2 separate regions of the Mus musculus genome follow, and region 1 is linked to region 2. The links are chromatin contacts, called in public Micro-C maps. All regions are on one chromosome and are shown on one strand. Each heading gives the region's core, a stretch centred on a gene start, on an enhancer-like site or on the middle of the called end of the contact. The rest is flanking DNA. Distances are from core to core; before and after follow the strand shown. Region 1 holds the start of Lncpint (long non-protein coding RNA, Trp53 induced transcript). Region 2 holds the start of Cep41 (centrosomal protein 41).

Region 1 (4,580 bases), core at 987-3,486, 520 kb before region 2:
GCTAAGGACAACTGTCATTAGGCAAATAGTTCTTGCTGCTACTGGCAGACCAACTCTTCTATAGCCTGGGCTCCTATTAGTCGGACACTTGACTCCTTGGGGCTCGGGTAGCTCCTAGCGGTCCCGCCGTCCCACCTAACCCCCCTGCGCGCTCCCTTCCCAAGGCGACCACCTGCGCCTCCCCACTTACCCTCTGCCCCGCGGGGAGGGCCCCTCAGGGTAGCAGAACCCTCCCTGCTCCCAGGCGGCTCAGGGGGAGCTCGGTGTTTGCCTCCAGCCCTTCGCTACCGAGGATCAGGTTCCTCCCCTCCTCCCCCTCCAGCTCCGGCCGCCGCCGCCGCCTCCTTCTTGCATGACACAGCAGAACCGCAGCTGCAGCAGCAAGTCCAAACCATCCGCCCAGGAAGCGCCGCAACCAGGGCTTGGGAGGAGCGGATGGGGCAAGGCAGGGGTCTAACCCAGGGGTAGTCTTGGACCCACTTTCCACCATAAACTCCCTCTTTGCCCAGGGCAAGCCGACAAAATGTGGTTCAAGCTGACCAGGCCGAGCCGTGGAGGAATGCTGGGGTTCGCCCGCAGAAGGGATGGGACCAGAGAGGAGGGGTAAAGGAGACCCCAGTAAAGGGCAGGCCATTTCAGGTGAAGAAAGGTAAGAGGAATCTGTGAAGTCAAGGGCCAGGCTGTGGAGGAGATTAAAGGAGGTCAAAGAGAGGTAAGGGGGTAAGGTTGCTGAGAAGAGAACCAGCTGCTTCTTCCTGCTGCTGCTGCTGCTGGTGGTGGTGGGGTTAAGTATTTGGGAAGGCCTGAGCTGGGTACATAAGCAAAGAGCCTGAGCTGGGCGGTCCAGGCAAAAGAGGGTTAAAAGGATGAAAGAATTAGACTTGAGGTTAGAAGGCCATAAGGATGGGTGTTAGAATTAGAGGGAGACCTAATGCATTCATAAGTGATGGAGAGAGACGGATAATCAAGGCCAGGCCGGAATGTTGGTCCTCTCCCATCCCACTCCTCAGTTACTGAGTTAGTGTTTTCTTATCCTTTTTCCACAATTCTGCCAACCCCGTTTTCCTTATAAAGACGGAAAAGTGTGAACCAACAGAAAAATAGCAATTTAATCATAGATTTTACTTATAGGATGTTTTTCCATGGTACATAAAAATGTAGAGACAGAGAATTGCGATTCGAAGTAGACCCCCCCCCCCACACACCTTGCACACACATACATTGCAAGTCATTAAGACTAAGGACTTCAAACTTAGTTTCCATACATCACTAGACACGAATAAGCCTTTAAACGCTAATACTTAAGTTAAATGCTAGCAGTGGGGACAGAATTGGTGGTTTGGAATATCAGGAAAATGCACGTTTGCGCTCTGTCCACACACACGCATATATATGTATATATAATTTCTAGTGTGTAGCATGCACAGTATGATTAAGGGATAAGCATGTTTCCCTGATCATCTTATTTCCAACCAAGCACGCATTTTATGGCAGTCATCTTGTCACCATTTGGAAGAATGTGGTCAGAAAAGTAGTGCCCAAACTGCCACTTTGGTTTTGTCTGTACCTTACAGGTCATGGCTTCATACCTCACTTCCTGACACAAACAAGTTTTTACTGTTGTCAGCAACAAAGCCCTAATATAGCCGCGGAAGAGAAAAACTGCCTTGCATTTTGCCTCTTGAGAGCATCATCAACAGTTACCGGAGGAATGTAATTCCAGAAAGCTCCGAAACTGGTAGTGATGGTAATTATGGACCAAATGCCCGGTTCTGGTTGTTATTTTCTGGGCATTTCTGTTCTACCAACGATCTGCGAGTGAGCTCACTGAGAGGGCAAATCTGGCTTTTCTTTTTGACTTTGTAAAATTTAATCAGGCCTGATAGGGAACTCACAGCTCTTGGGGGAAAATAAAGTAGGAACCACGAAATGTCATTTTAACAGAGCGTGGGCTTGGTGACTGCAGGAAAGGATTTAAGGACGCTCCTGTTCCGCTTGCTGTGTAATGAGCACTGGCTCCACGCACGCACCGACGCCATAGCTCCCGGATGCAGTGGCTCCCTTATCTGGGCTTTCGCAGCGCCACAAGCCCCTTCGGGATGCTTCGAGGGGCTCCTGGTGGGTGGTGGTACAAATGCTGCCGCCGCCGCCGCCGGCGGTCCTGCTGCTGTTGTTGCTGCTGCAGTCACGTGGGAGCCCCTTTAAGTTTCCATAGAGAGGCCTCTCCGGTGTCACATGATGGACATGATATAATGAAACAACATTGTGGAGAGGAAAGCATTAGGGGAGCCCACGGCTACAAAACAAGTGAGAAGAGGTGGGAGAAAGAGAAACTACGCCACCTCCTCTGCAGCCGAGCGCACGCAGCAGCCTGGCGTGACAAGTGGGCGACGCCAGGGACAGAGAGTGGGGGTCCTCCGCCCGCTCCGGGGACCCTGTCGCCCACCGTGGTGCGCTGAGCAACTTTTAGCCGGCAGCCCCGCACCTGTCTCAGAGTCCCCATCGCTCCCCACCAACCATCATGGGAAAATTCTAGAAGAATACGCTCTCGGAATCTACGTGCGCATCATTTTCCTCCTCACTCCAGAGGAAGGAACCAGAAAAGAGAGCAAAGCGGTGTAGTGTTCAGCCTCAAGGTAAGTTCTTTAGGGTGGGGAAAACGGGTCCAGCAGGACTTGGGGACAGGATTTGGTGCTCAACTCCCACCTTGGGGGTGGAAAAAGCGTCCCCGCACTCTCGGTGAGGCAGATGGGTTGGCGCGTCATCTGTGCTATTTTCCCGGTGGACTCTCTTGACGTCCACCCTCGCAGTCCCCGGGGCCCCCTTACGGTCCCCCACAAGGGGCCTGAGGCAGCGGGCCAGGATGCTCGGCGGGTGAGCGAAGGAAGGTAGGGTTGCTGCGTGAAACGGGCATGTCGGAGCTATTTCGCCATGTTTGTGTTGCTAAGAGCACTTTTTTTTCCCCTTTGCGGTGGCTTGATGCCACATGGCTCCTCCGGAGCTGCTGCCGGGTTGAGAGCGAGTGGTTTTTTTTTTTTTTTTCAATGTCCGCATTCCAGCTAATGTTGCGCAGATAAAATTCAAACTTGAGGTAAACAGACGAAGAGGAGGAGGAGGAGGGGAGGGACCGGCGGGGGGGGGTTGGGGGGGGGGAGGGAGGACTGTTTCCATTTCGAGATCCCACCTCTTCACTCAGAGGAGACCAACATCCCGAACCTAGAGGCAACTCATGCATGGCTCCCACGCCCCCCCACCTCGGCCGTCAACAAGAAGTAAGGGCTGGGGGCGAGCGGTTGGGAGGGACGCGACGTTTTGGTTCTAGGGGGAAGGTGGGGGGAGAGGCAGCCCCTGGGAAGCCGGAGCTTTGACTTCGGCTATTATTTTGGCGGAGGGAAGCAGGATGCGTCCTCTTGCTCTGGAGATGGGGGGTTGTATGTCCCCCCTCTCTATCACTACCTAATCGTGTTGCCTCACTCCCCCCCACCACAGGTTGCCCCCACAGGCGGGATGGGTGGGGCTTTGAGGTTCCAGAAGGCAGGTTACCTAGCAGGTGTGTAGGGTGGGCATTTGGATTTGGTAAGTCGCTTGGATTTGGTAGGAGACCATGGGGGAGGCAAAGCGAGTGCGTAGGTAGAGCTAAGTCTAACGCTTATGTATGGGGGGGGTTGCTTTTAAAACCAAGAGAAAAATCAAGACAGGTCCCCCCCCCCCAATATGTCTGTTTCAGCTCGCAGCGAAGCTGCTGCGTGAGTGTCGAGGACGAGGGCGAGCTTCGTCATGTGGCACACACTGTAGGCTTCTGACAGCTTGGAGCTATCTACCCCCTCCCGCGCGCGCCCGGGGCGGAAGGTGTGGGTTGGGTGGTCCGAGGCGGGTGACGTCCGAGGCGGGGTGGGGACAAGACTCCGGAGCGCCTGGGTCCGCAGCCACGGCTTGCTCGGCACGGCGTGTCAGGGAGGAGGCGGCCACGTGAGGGGTCCGCGGCAGCTCGCGAGCTGAAGGCTGGGGGCGAAGTGCGTAGCAAGAGTCGTGACGGGGGTGACACGCAGCCGCCGTGGCCCTTTGCTCACTGCCCACGCAGAGCCGCGCCGCGGGTGGGTGCGCACTCACGCGCCCGCTCCCGGGAGACCGTTTCCGGCTCAGGGCTCGAGCCCGGGCGGTAAACAGGGTGGTGCCCTCTGCCCTCCCGCCCCCGGCCGGGCGGAGGCGCGCGATCGTGGCGGACGAGCTGCGGTGGCGAGAGCGCGCGCGAGCGGGCGAGCGCGCGTCCCCGCCCGTCCCGCCTCCTCTGTTTTTGTTTTGATGGAGCCCGCGTGCAGCTGGCGCGTGTCGAGTCACGTGCCGCGGCCGCGAGGTGGCTGGGCGCCGGCGACCGGGACACGGGGGAGGGTCGCAGACCCTGAACAGTTCGAAAACTACCGCGAGGTACAGTCTTGTGGGGCTGGTCGCAGTTGTTCCCCTGGAGCAGTATTTGGGTTCGTCGTCACAGCATCCCTGCCAGTCGGCTGTCCCCCCCACCCCATCCCCTCCGGGCCGGAGACTCAACAGAGGGATCGAGCAGACCGTCCTCCCAGGTGTGT
Region 2 (4,341 bases), core at 1,130-3,629:
AGGACAACTTGCAAGTAGTTGGTCCTCCCCTCCCCTTCCACCATGTAGGTTCCAGGGATTGACCTCAGGTCACTCACTTTGGCAGCCAGGACCTTGACAACAAAGCCATCCCACATGTCCGTTTCCAAATTTTCTACCCATAATCCCTATGGTCACTTTGAAGTGGAAATGTAAGGGTTCTCTGAGAAGTCATTTGGATGGTGTTTTGCTATGACAAACACGTGAAGGAAAGTTTCGTTAAAGTGGACACAGGTGGGAAAGGCTAAGGCCGATTCATGAGGGAACTGTGTCTAAAGCAGACACAGGAGAGAGGATGTTCTAAAGCAAGTGCATAAAAGGACAGGTGATGAAGGATTCTTTGCTAACAACACGCATGTATCGGTCTGCTTTACATTGTGTTGTTGAGCTACATTGTATTGTTGATCTGCATTTGTTCGGACACAGTAGAGAAAAATGCACCAAAAAAAACCCTTCTGGTGGTGTGCTGCAGTTTGTTGCGGCTTCCAAGGACTGGGGCTGACTGGATGCCTGTGCTTTAGGCAAGCGTCCTGCTGAGGTAAGACGTGTGCTGAGGCAAGGCACGTGGAGGACACTTGATGTGTGAAAGGCATAAATGGGACTCCAAGGAATGACGGAGACAGAGCCCGGCTTGCTCATACAGTTAGCTGTGCAACACTGGTGGGTCTCGGTGGTCTTTGCTGGCCTTCACTTTCCTGAGAGAGGCACAACAGAGAACTTCTCCTTGGGTTCCCGATGGTCCCTCCTGCTGACTCAAGTTGAGGCTGGGGCCAGGCTGTCTCTGCTAGGTCTTGTCACCACTGTTGCTAAGCCAACTTTACCGAACTGGACCCCTGGTGTATCCGTGAGGTATTTGCAACTAGATCAAGCTGCCGCTGCCTGCTAACCTGTGAATTGAACTGCCGATTTCCAGACAACACTGAGTTGCTCCAAAGAACCTTTCTAAACAGGTCCATTTCCCACATATCCTTTCTTTTCTACTACCTCTGGTGGGGTGGTGGGCTACAAGGAAGGTTAAAGCATTTAAGAACCATCGTTAATAATAGGATTTGAAAAAAAAATTAAAGCTAGAGTTACTCCAACTCCAAGCTGCACAGGGGTTCGCTATGCAAAGATGTGATAAATACACCCTATCTACTCCCTTCTAACCTTTGCAGCCCCCAATCCTTCATTCTAATAGAATGATGAGTGGGAATTTTAGAAGGGTTAAAGACTAGACATGGTAAAGGGATTTAAGATAAACCTTGGTAGGTATTAAACACTAAACACAGTACAAGGGGCAGTTAGGACAATAGTCCAAGATCCTGGAGGTCCAGTCTGAATGACTTGATCCAAGATACGGCCCTAAGAGCAGGTTCCTGAAGTTGCTATGAGGCACGACAGGGTATGAGAGACCACGTTGTTGACTAGGTCATCTGCGTAGACCCTGCCATAGTTCACATGGATGTTGTTATTAACACAGAGCTAGCCAGTATGAACAAACCAATGGAACCTTTCTCTATTCCTGGAAAAAAAAACGACTTAGAGCACAGGACAAAGGGTTACTGTGCTGTTTCTTCCCTGTAAAATGAAATAGTAATTTTGATGGATTTGGTGGGACATTTAGGAGCCAAGTCAAACTGTGTGGGTAATTGTTTTGTAAAGGTGCTAGGACTTAATTTTCAGATCTGGAATGAGAACAGGTGGTGGTTGGTGGCAGGAGTTACAATGGTTTCCATGACAACGGGATCGGATTTTAGTCATCTTTCCCATCCTCCACAAAACATACTGCCGCTTTCTTCATAAGGTGCTTATTAAATACTTGTTAAATGAATGATGAACCACTGAACGGTGTGTGCTCTTTGCAATTAAGGTTGCTGTTCTTTCGCTAGACTAAAAGCTTTTAGAGCAACAATAATTACTGTGTTTACTTATGATATTTTGCATAATTTGCATAATAACTTAAGACCTGAACATAATAAACTATGCACTCTCGTTCCAGTTGAACATCCCTGGCCCAAATCATGTCCTTTGCCGTGGAAGAAGTAGCCCCGATGTTTGGTTAGAAAGACTTTACAAAGGGTTGGGGGGACCTGTGGTGAATTTGTGTTCTCTCTCCAGCCTGAGGCCAGACCCTCCCCCCCCCCCCCTTCTCAGGTCTGCGCAGGCGCCGGAGCCCCTCCCCCTTCCTTCCCGCGCTCAGGCAGGAGCTGGGCGCCAGGATCCAAGCTGCGCTAGCGGGCGTCCCGCGTTGCCCTTGGCAACCATTGAGCAGCTTTTTTTGCTCTCCCCGCCCGGGCCGAAGCAGTAAACGGAGCTTCTATTGGCTGGCCTGGGCAGCCGAGCCAATCGGAAGAGAGGTTACAGGGAGGCGGCTGAGTGGGGGCTGGAGGGGGGTAGGAAGCTAGATTAGTAGCCAGACGTGAGGCTAGAACCCCGAGCGTGGTCGGTTGGAGCAAATATGTCTGCCCGGAGGCACATTGGGAATCCTGAGGTGAGGGCCAGGTCCGGACCCGAGAGCCGGAGGGGGCGGGCGCACCGGAAAAGGCGCCACGTGGGCAGGGACGAACAGCCGGCCACTTCCGCCGCCCGGAAGGCGGGAAGTGGCCAGCGTGAGGAGGGGGCCGAGCGCAGGGCCTGGGGCGGGGCAGGCCGAGGCTCCACGTCAGTGGCACCCGCCGGTGCCGGGCGTGCTCGCCCCACAAAGACCCACCGGACACCGACGTTCGAGGCTTGGAGGAGCCAAGTACATAAAGACACAGCCCCTGCCCTCAAAGAGTTTACAGTCTAGGAGTGACACCTGCAAACAAAGTAAAAATCAAAGACCCCCAAAACATGGAAGGAGGTGAAGGGGCCCATCACTTCTGAGTTGGGGTACCCCAGGCCAAGCCGCCCTTGCAAAGGGAGCAAAATAGGGCCCTTTGTTCTCCTTTACCCTCAGTGCCCTTGTGCATTTGTAGCAGTTTAATGTCACCCAGTGTTATTTGACCCTTACCAAACAAGTAACCAGACCTACAAAGAGAACGACAGAGTCTCTACAGTAGAGTTCAGTCTAGTGATGGAAATTGGTGAGCTTCGGGAGAGAGATGGAGGAGGAAAGACAGCACTCAAGCTGAGAGAAGGAGGGGCGTTCTTGAGCTGAAAAGGCCCCAACCCATCAAGGCCACTCGTGAGTCAGGTGAAGAGCTTGCTAGAACAGCCTGTGTAAAGCCAAGGAGAGCTTCAACTCCGACCAAGTCCCAGTAGGAGTCTACAGAACAAAAGGCAATTTGAGAGGGGCCTTCTGCACCTTCATAGCAAACACCAGTTGTAGGTCTTGGATTTCTTGTTGAATGCCTGGTGTCGGAAACTGTGGCATGTGTATTGGAGTGCCATGATAGTAATGTCTGTTATTTTGGTGGGGTTTTTTGTTTGTTTGGTTGTTTTTTGTTGTTGTTGTTTGGTTGGTTGGTTGTCTCTGAGACAGTCTCACTATGTAGCTCCAGCTGTCCTGGAACTCACTATGTGGACTAGGCTGGCCTCAAACTTAAAGAGATCCACCTGCCTCTGCCTCATAGATACTGGAATTTAAAGGCATGTGCCGCCACTACTAAACCTTGATAGTGATGTGTAAATATTACACAGTGTCACTTACATTTGGAGTCTAAAGTCCAACTCAGTGAAGTAGAAATTAGAATAATGGTCACCAGAAGTTAGGGATATAGCGTCTGGGACAAAGAGATGCTGGTCGCAGGGTAGAAAGTTTGTTAGGAGAACTAAACTTTTGAGATGGCACAGGAGATGACACAGCAGGGTGACTAAAATATAAATTTAATGTACATCTCAGATTAGCCAAGAGAACATTCCAAACCTCTCCTCACAACAAGGGAGGTAATGACGATATTTACTAACTTAATAATTGCACAGTGTGTGCATGTCAACCTTTTTTTCCTAGAAATAAATTATGTTTTGTCAACTAAAATAATATCAATATTAGATGCCTGTGATGGGGTGGGCTGGGTAGTTCAAGATTGGGAATACCATTATCCTGCCTACTGGTCAGCACGCAAGAAGCTTCTAAGGAGTTTTAGTCATGTGCTCAGACTTGCATTTTAGGCACCATCATAGCCACACTGTGGTGGATGGAGTTGGACAGGCTGTGTCGAGGAGCGGAGACATTGATGAGGTGGTTATGTTGCCATATGTCTGAACTGATGCTAGGAAGTCGGGGCAGAATGAAAGAGAACTATTAGGTGTAAAACCCACCATCAAGCATGATCGCCCTTGAGAGAGGGCATCAAGGCAGATGACTTCCATCCCCAGCTGGGACCATTCATGGGCTCTCCTGAAGGAAGCCGGAAATAT

The links. A called contact is a pair of places that touch in the nucleus more often than the background predicts.
Region 1: a contact with region 2 is called in a Micro-C map of embryonic stem cells, with 2.7 times the contacts expected there. The contact joins the promoter of Lncpint here to the promoter of Cep41 in region 2. A contact is called at or near these places in 2 of 484 Hi-C or Micro-C datasets (both in embryonic stem cells) and 1 of 115 datasets of contacts at active chromatin or transcription factors (memory CD8 T cells).

Annotation. Positions count from the first base shown.
Region 1 is chr6:31,216,130-31,220,709 of GRCm38.p6, reverse strand. Lncpint (long non-protein coding RNA, Trp53 induced transcript) reads left to right here and starts at 2,236. Exons shown (of 4, transcript NR_110471.1): 1 at 2,236-2,636. 2210408F21Rik (RIKEN cDNA 2210408F21 gene) reads right to left here and starts at 359. Exons shown (of 6, transcript NR_040262.1): 1 at 191-359.
Region 2 is chr6:30,691,787-30,696,127 of GRCm38.p6, reverse strand. It overlaps Cep41 (centrosomal protein 41), which reads left to right and starts at 2,379. Exons shown (of 11, transcript NM_031998.3): 1 at 2,379-2,491. The coding sequence starts at 2,459.